Regions from separate parts of the Mus musculus genome. Here region 2 is linked to region 1. The links are chromatin contacts, called in public promoter capture Hi-C maps. All regions are on one chromosome and are shown on one strand. Each heading gives the region's core, a stretch centred on a gene start, on an enhancer-like site or on the middle of the called end of the contact. The rest is flanking DNA. Distances are from core to core; before and after follow the strand shown. Region 1 holds the start of Fbxo48 (F-box protein 48). Region 2 holds the start of 4933406G16Rik (RIKEN cDNA 4933406G16 gene).

Evidence for each region. Promoter capture Hi-C pulls out the DNA fragments that hold promoters and counts their contacts.
Region 2: a promoter capture Hi-C map of stem cell-derived epiblast-like cells shows a contact between it and region 1, with 4 times the contacts expected there. The contact joins the promoter of 4933406G16Rik here to the promoter of Fbxo48 in region 1. A contact is called at or near these places in 3 of 39 promoter capture datasets (hippocampal neurons, liver and stem cell-derived epiblast-like cells).

The regions. Positions count from the first base shown.
Region 1 is chr11:16,949,706-16,953,930 of GRCm38.p6, forward strand. Fbxo48 (F-box protein 48) reads left to right here and starts at 1,705. Exons shown (of 4, transcript NM_176982.2): 1 at 1,705-2,759; 2 at 3,437-3,548; 3 at 3,644-3,976. The coding sequence starts at 3,671. Eldr (Egfr long non-coding downstream RNA) reads right to left here and starts at 1,577. Exons shown (of 4, transcript NR_110425.1): 1 at 1,315-1,577; 2 at 1,177-1,225.
Region 2 is chr11:19,062,918-19,067,142 of GRCm38.p6, forward strand. It overlaps 4933406G16Rik (RIKEN cDNA 4933406G16 gene), which reads left to right and starts at 2,358. Exons shown (of 5, transcript NR_046037.1): 1 at 2,358-3,177; 2 at 3,992-4,123.

The sequences.
Region 1 (4,225 bases), core at 455-2,954:
GGAGATGTTTTTGATCCCAGTTGTTAGCATTGAATTTTATCCCAACTGGTTCCTGCCGGTCCTTCCATGTTTGCATTCCTCTGTTTTGTGTAAGAATCCAGTAACCTCTTTGTACCTTGCCGGTATGTCACCCAACTTCCCTATTTTCTTCTGTATAAAAAGTTTGATGCTCGATTTGACAAATTACATTCAGATTCTACACAATCTCATCTGTCGCTTCTGTTTGTCATTCGCCGACTCCTTGTCCACCTGCAACCAGAGACCCGTTCCACACAGATAGGAGACCCAAAAAGGCGATAGTCTGCGGCAATACTGCCCACAGTGGGCTGGGCTCGCCATAGATCTATCATCAAGAAAATGCCACCATAAACTTGCCTACAGTCCAGTCCGAGTGAGACAATTCCTCATTTGAGGTTCCTTCTTCCAAGGTGTCAAGTTGACAAAAACCAACCAGCACACACCAAATGGTGCCCCCTTCCCCCCACCCCCCCACCACCACCACCACATACACACACACCATTTCCTCTTTCCTTGTATTTCTGACTCATATCTTCTATAGAAAGCTATAGGCTTTCTTATGCCAGCTAGTGGGATGTATGGCTTTGATCGGATTGGTGTTTTTTATGAAAGCAGCTCCCTTCCCTCAGCTCTCACCCCAAGGTCTGTTCCTTCTGGTAAGTCTCTGACTTCTTATTTCAGACATTAACTGGGAATGTGAAGAAGCTCAATACACGAGGTAGTCCGCTCTTAAATGTGTCTTCCCAGGGGAGTCACAGTTTCTTGAATCCATAACAGGGGATATTGAGCGTTTCTATGTATATATATGTACATCCTGGAAAGTTCCCCAGGATGCTTTCTGCCATTAGGCCTAAGTAAACAAGTATCTCTTAGCTTCAACATCTTTATAATCAGAGACATATAGAATGTTCAAACTAAAGGCCGTAAGGGTGTAATATGCAAAAGCAGTCTTAGAGAAATACAGAACTGCACGAAAGACTGGCAAGGGGTAAATGTTGAATGCTAGCAAATATCTTCTCTGGGAACAAAACTACAATGTTCAGCTAACTTAATAACCACATAAGCTGAAAGGTTTGCAATTCCATCGTATATAGCAGTCTCGGTAGTCCTTGATATTTCACTATATTTTTGCAAGATGCTACTAGATAGAATACATACCGCATCGAGCGTTAAGCTTCCCCGGGCAGCTCCCTGGAATGTTACTATGCTAAGAAACAAAGGAAATGAGTAACACGATATTATCATCAAAAAAAATTTCAACGTGAACTTTTTCAGCAACCTTTGTCGAGCACACACCTCAGGGAAGGAGCACCTAGTCAGGTTGCAGAGTCCCCTGGGGAGAGAGAGCCTTGGCGCTCAAACTCTCGGCCGTCTCAAAGCCCTCGCTAGCTACCAAAGCACTTTGGGAGTCCCGCCCTTTGCAAGTCCCGCCCTTTGTAAGTCCCGCCCTTTGTAAGTCCCGCTCTTTTAAGTCCCGCCCATGTGCCCGCTGTCACTCAGCGGGGACGCTGGACCTTGCAGTGACTTGGGCCTCCTTTCTTTCCTTCCCTTACGGTGATGAAACGCAGGGTAAACTACCAATCCCAGAAGGCACCGCGCATGCAAATGGGTGGAGCGAGGCTTGAGAGGGCGGGACATGAAGGCCTTCCGGAAAAGATTCAAATCCGGAGGACTGAAATCGCGGGAGGAGCCGGCACCGCGCCTTTAGGTAGGAGAGGCAGCTCTGCCCTTCCCTGCACAGGGACCAGCGTGCTCAGCTGTGGTCGGTCGCTTCTCCTGCCTGTCCTCACAGCACAGGGATGTGGTTGCGCTCGCCAGGACTGGTGTGGGCTCCCTGAGAACTAGTCTTGCCCGACGATGCTCTTTCTCGGTTTGCTCACTCCTAGTGACATTTGACAGGACGGTGGATGGAGGGGCTGGAGGTGGCCCAGAGTGACCGCTCTTCTCAAAGACCCAGGTTTAGTTCCCAGTGTCCACAGAGGGGTCTTGCCACTGACTGTTACTCCATTTCGGGGATCCCACCCCCCTTTTGGCTCCTGCGGGCAGCGCACGCACTGTGTGCTGAGACTTGTTTGCAAGCAAACCGGCAATACACATACATAGAAGCAGATCTTTGAAAAGGAGGTGGGAGGACCGCAAGCTAACGCAATATTTCCGCAAGGTTGGTTCAAAAAGAGGCGACATACAAGGAATAGCTTTCGAGGCATTCAAGAGAGATAATTTAGAAGATTCCTAGTGAGATTTTTGGGAATATGACCAAGGCACCACAGAATGTTCAATTGAAAAACTTCCTGCCTCTTGTGGAATTCCTTTGACAGAAGGAAAGATTTTATTCCTAGGGAGAGCCTGGGAGAAACAGCAAACATCTGAGTGTAGTGTAACCTCCTAATAGAAACTTAGTTTCAAAGATGACACTTTGCCTTTAGTTTGTACCAGTGGTAGGAGGGGAGAAGGTTCGTTGCAAATACTTGATCTTGTGGGTTTTGTCTTGTTTTTGCACACCAAGTTGCTTTCTATTTTCTATTTCTAAAGGAAGCCCCTGTTCAGTTCAGACATTACAGTTCTAACCACAACCAGTTTGGATCATAAACAGCCTAACCAAAGGTAGTCACCATGATGTTACTAACTACAAAGACTCGAGTAGTGCATCTGAAAAGGGAATTGTTAGTCACTGAATGAAGAGATATTTAGCTATACATCAAATGCCTATTGTATCCTGATTCTCCACCACAAAAGGAACTGTAAGTATTATAAAGTAGGTAAACACAAATTGTGCTTATATTGCAACATGGCCCAGGATGATGTGTGCAGCCTTGAAGCTTCCAGAAGCTTCCACTGTGGTCCTTGAGAACATTAGCTGGAATAAGGCTTTACATCTATAGCTATATACTATTCCTAGCTGAATTATGAACTACTTAGATTGTACTTGTCACTCAGTAATAGATTTGGGGACAGTGATCCTTAGCTCATAATTAGGCACATAAGATAGATTGATTTCTAAGACACCACTCTTGAAGTGTAATTGAATATATGAGACTCCATAATTATGGTCAGGACTTCATCCTGGACTATTTTGGGTAAACTGATGTCAAGAGTATGCACTTGTCCACTACATCCAAACGGTTAAGTAGTTCTTATACAGATTACTAAAGGACCAGCAGGTTTGTGACTCTGTTAGCTCGAAGGTGAGGAAACCAATGGTAAAGCATCAGTTCACATAGAGACTTTTAATAAACACTAAAGTAGTCATTATTACTAAACTCAGCAAATGTTTGATGTGGAGAATCATTCCCCCCCCCTTTTTTTAAAGATAATGTTCTTCTAGAACAGCAAGAAACAAAACATGTAGAAACCATGATACTTGCCAAGAACTAGTGTTCAAAGTGAAGGGAATGTGTTCATGGTCTCCCATATACAGGTCAGATGTTGGCCACTTGTTTTTACGCACGCCACCTGGCAGTCTTCAAGAAACACACACGAGACACGGCATGGATTCGTCCTTGCAGATTAAGAGGCTGAAGTCAAGAAATGTAAAGTTCTTTAAATCATTCATAAACTATCTGACTCCGAGGAGGATGCACATTTTGGTCTGAAGAGGCTGAGTATATTTAACTCTGCCCTGTAGGTTGCATATGAAGACAATTGGTAAACAATGAAGAAAACCTCCAAGAAGAACAATAATTTCAAAATTCCTGGTACAGAATTGAATTCCGCGGATGCTGAAAGGGGAAAAGAAGAGAGTCAACGTAACTTTGTTGAACTACTGCCCTTGGAAGTCACTTATAAAATTTTCAGCCAGCTAGACATTCAGAGTTTATGCAGAGCTTCCAGGACATGCACAGGTTGGAATTGTGCAATAAGAAACAATGACTCCTTATGGAAACCCCACTGCTTGACCATAAGAGCTGTGTGCCAAAGAGAAATAGACGATGATATAAAAAGTGGTTATACCTGGAGGGTAAGTTTAACTTTCACAACTTTTCATGGTTTTTGACAGGGGTGTTATGGCACAGTTAAGAGAATACTATAATCTCTACTTAGGGTAGCATACAGAGCATGCTGACTTTAGGGAAGGAGTTAAAGTTGAATTATTTATCCTCTTTCTACTGGCATAGTCTCCACACTGTTTTCTACTCAGCTTTGTACATCCCAGATCTTAAAGTCGGGAACTTTCCTTGTTATGCAGAAGGGAGGTGAAGAAGCCAAT
Region 2 (4,225 bases), core at 1,108-3,607, 2.1 Mb after region 1:
AGGAAAGAGAGGAAGGGAGAAAGAAAGAAAGAAAGAAAGAAAGAAAGAAAGAAAGAAAGAAAGAAAGAAAGAAAGAGGAGGAAGGAAGGAAGGAAGGAAGGAAGGAAGGAAGGAAGGAAGGAAGGAAGGCAGGCAGGCAGGCAGGCAGGCAGGCAGGCAGGCAGGCAGGCAGTTTCCTTGATGTTTGTGATAGTTTAGATGGGAATGGCACCCAGCTTTGAATGCACGACCTCCAGTGCTGACTGTTTGGGGAGAATTGGAAGGCCTGGATTCTCTGATGGACATATGTTATTAGGGGTGGGCTTTGAGGTTTCAAGAGACTCGGGCCATTTTGAGTTATCTCTCTCTCTGCTCCTCAAGATGTAAGCCCTCAGCTGCTACTTCAGATACCTGCCACCTCTATACCATGACCATAGGACTCATACTCTGAAACCAACCATATGTCCCAAGTAAACTTTCTTCTCTAAATTGCCTTGGTCACAGTGTCTTATCACGGCAATTAAAAGTAACCAATACAGTTCTTAATGTAACACAATGCCAGTAACTACATTCCTCTGACTCCAGGGCTATTCTTTACTTAGGCACACACACACATCCACACATCCACAAATGTATATGCACATGTGTGCATACACATTTGCGCAGACATGTAGATACACACACACATGCGTGCACAGACAAACATTCCCAGATGTATACAATTTCTCTGATTGAGAGAGCATCCCAGGGGAAAACCAGAAACTCTCTGGCTCACCAATGGCACCTTCTCTTACCAACTCAGCTTTCTTGTTTCACTCAGTGAGAAATACAGCTGACGATCAGGGAGAATACTAATTCTCACTAAACTGAGCAGTGGCTTGAAAGGACTCCATCCTTGGAAAAGCTTGAGCTGAAGACAGCACATGGAACTCACTTTTATATTCTTGGAGTTAAGGCAAGAACAGCAGCAGCTTAGTTAAACCTGAGCAAGCCTAAAGTCAACGTGATGAGGAAGATGGCTCAAAGCCTGTGCTTTCCCCACCCTGAACCTTCCCTTCTGGCCCTGAGCCTTTGTCATTTTGCCTTGCAAAGCTGCTCAGATATATGTATCATGATTTTTATTTATGAAAACTGTGGGCTTTTTTTTTTTTTTTGGATTTACCAACTTCTACCCTATAGTTTTAAAACTAGCAAACTAAAAATATTTCTTATGTATTTAAAGACCTCCAGATGAAAAGCTTGTGTGGACTTTGAACTGTTGTGTTAAGAAAAAAATTCTCATGCTAGTGAGAATGTGGAACAAAGGACCACTCATTCGTTGCTGGAGGACTGCAAACTCTACAGCCATGATGGAGATCAGAGCAGAGGTTCATCAGGATATTGATATGCCTGGAGATTTGGTCATACCACTTTTAGGCATGTACTCAAAGGACACTACATACCACAGAGGACTTGCTCAACCGTGTTCACTGCTGCTCTGTTCATAAGAGCCAGCAATTGGAAACAACCTAGATGTCTGTCAGTGAATGACTGGATGAAGAAAGTGTGGCACATTCATAGAGTGAAGCCATTAAAAAAATAAAATTCTGAAATTTGCAGGTAAGCAGATGAAACTAGAAAAATATCATCCTGAATGTGTTACCCAGACCCTGAAAGACAAATACAATATTCTCTTGTATGTGAATTTTGACTGTTATGTCATAGATAAGCATGCTACAATCTATATAACCACAGAAGTTATAACCACGATGGTTAGATTGACAGTAAGGGACTAAGGGAGAGGGATGGATCTCCCTAGGAAAAGGAAATACAATAAACAGTTACAGATGGATAAGGTGGGGAGACTGGAATGAGGGGATTAAAAGGGAGAAGAAGGGAAGAGACGTTAGTGGGGGCTAGCTAAAACTGTGGGCCATTTGAGGGGTTGTATGGAAGCCTAATGTAGTAGAAGCTTCATATAATGTAATATATGTGTGTATATATATATATATACATATATATATATAATAAGTTGATACATATGTGTATGTACATCTACATGTACATGTAGGTGATTATATGAGAATGCAATCTATATGCATATGTATGTATATATATATATGTGTGTATATATATATATATACACACACAAGATGGTATATATATATATATATATATATATATATATATATATGCAATGTAAATGAAATCACCAAATAACAGGGAAGGCAGAGCCCCAAAACACATCTCTTATCACCCAATGAAGCTTCCAATACATGGAATGAGTTACATCTAATTGAATTGTTATCCAAAGGGGTTCCATGCCCCTCCCCCAACAAATAGCTCAGGCTGTTGCCAAGGCTTATTTTTAACCCTCAACAAACTGATATCAGAACCCTATTGCAGAAGTTACCACCTACATTGAACACAGAGAAGTCAAGTGGTTCCCACTTAGAGCCTCTACCCCTGTGGACTAGTGCTCATGGTCCTGGAACATACTCTGCATGTTACCCAGCTCCAAACTCTTCAGTGTACAAGAGTGACTTGGACACCGGTGTGATAGTGACACAAATCTTGTGGCAGTAAATTAGAATCTGATTTAACTTAAGGCATACTCCATGAAATGGAACCGATGCTCAAGGCTGTTTAGGTGACCAAGAACTAGATAACCTAGTTAGACTAGATAGCCCATGGGCACAGAGGAAAACCAAATTCTACTGCGCTGCTGACGGAGTGTAGCTAAAATGACTTCTGCTGTACTCATAGATCTGTGCCTTGCTCAACCATTGTTAGAGAAGCTGCCTCCTGCAGCAGATGGCAACACATAGAGACCTATTGCCAAACAATTTGCAGAGAGTGAAAAACCTTGGAACACTTAGCCCTCAAAGTGATGCCTCTATCAAATCTCTCTCCTCGTGGCTCAAGGAACTCTGTGGAAGAGGAGGCAGAAAGAGTGTGAGAGCTGAGGAAATGGAGGACACCAAGCAATCAAGGCCTTCTGGACACAACAGGGCTGAGGCCCACAGGATCTCACAGTACCAGAGTAGCATGAACAGGACCTGCTTGAGTCTGCAACCAGATGGGGTCTACAGCTGAAAGAGAAAGTTTACAAATGTCCCCATCCCTAACCTAGAAGCTATCTGCAAGCAATAACCACTTATGAATGAAAAGATGGTTTTTTTGGAAGGGAGTCTCACTGGAAACAAACCACTCGGCAGGGTAGGCCCTATGCCTAGCCGGGAATGGCTAGCACAAAACAAACTCAACAGCCACGTTACAGGTTCTCTGTCTCATAATGCTGGCAGGGCCTTTCCTCTCTACCTTATGAGTTCTTTGCATATATATCATGACTTTCAAGTTTGGGTTTTATGGTATTCTTGTATGTGCTAACATGTGTCTCTGGATCTATATGTGTTTGCTATGCTTTTACTTTGTTGTTTGGTTGGTTTTGTTTTCTCGTTTTGTTGTTTTGTTCCATTCCAATTGTTTTCCATTTATTTTATTTTATTATTTTGACTGTTTTTTTTACTGAGAGACAGAAAGGGTGTGGATCCAGATGGGAGGGGGCGGGTGGAGAGGAACTGGGAGGAAGGGGGAGTTAGAATCCACAGTATGGAAAAAAATATTTTCATGAAAAGAAAAATACAGAGTATGATTATCCCCAGCTTTGGATTTGTGTGTTAGCAGAGAAACAGACACTTGCAGAATTTCAGTCAAAGCTCTGCGATGACCACAGAGTGTGACCAGGAAGATCATAAACCTGATGCTATAGGAAGCATGTCTCCTGCTCATATGTCTGCATCATGGCAGAGCAGATTTTTTTATACCTGCCAGACGATTTACTTTCAACATTAAACCAAGATTTTGAATGTTAATAAGATAGTAACAAAACAATATGTATTATTTTCAATAGGGGTTGAAAGGCTTTTTTTTTTTTTTTTTTGCATGTGTAATAAATGTCATTTAGATTGCTTGCAACACTTTTTTAAAATAGTGATGTTTACTCTGTTTTACAATCTGTGATTTCTTACAGACACAGATCTACTGATGCCATGTGTCCATTTGAAGCTGTCAGAAGATGATGCCACAATCTTAAGAGCCTCTGGATGGGATGTGCCACTGGGGCTTAGAGGGTTTCAGAAGAGAGATTTGATCTGTCCATAAGGCATGGAACAGCTTAATCGATAAGTCAATGATCTGGTCATGCTGGGGGTACCGTTTATAACTAAATATAGATTCCAGATTTGTCATTCACTCCACCCAGGGC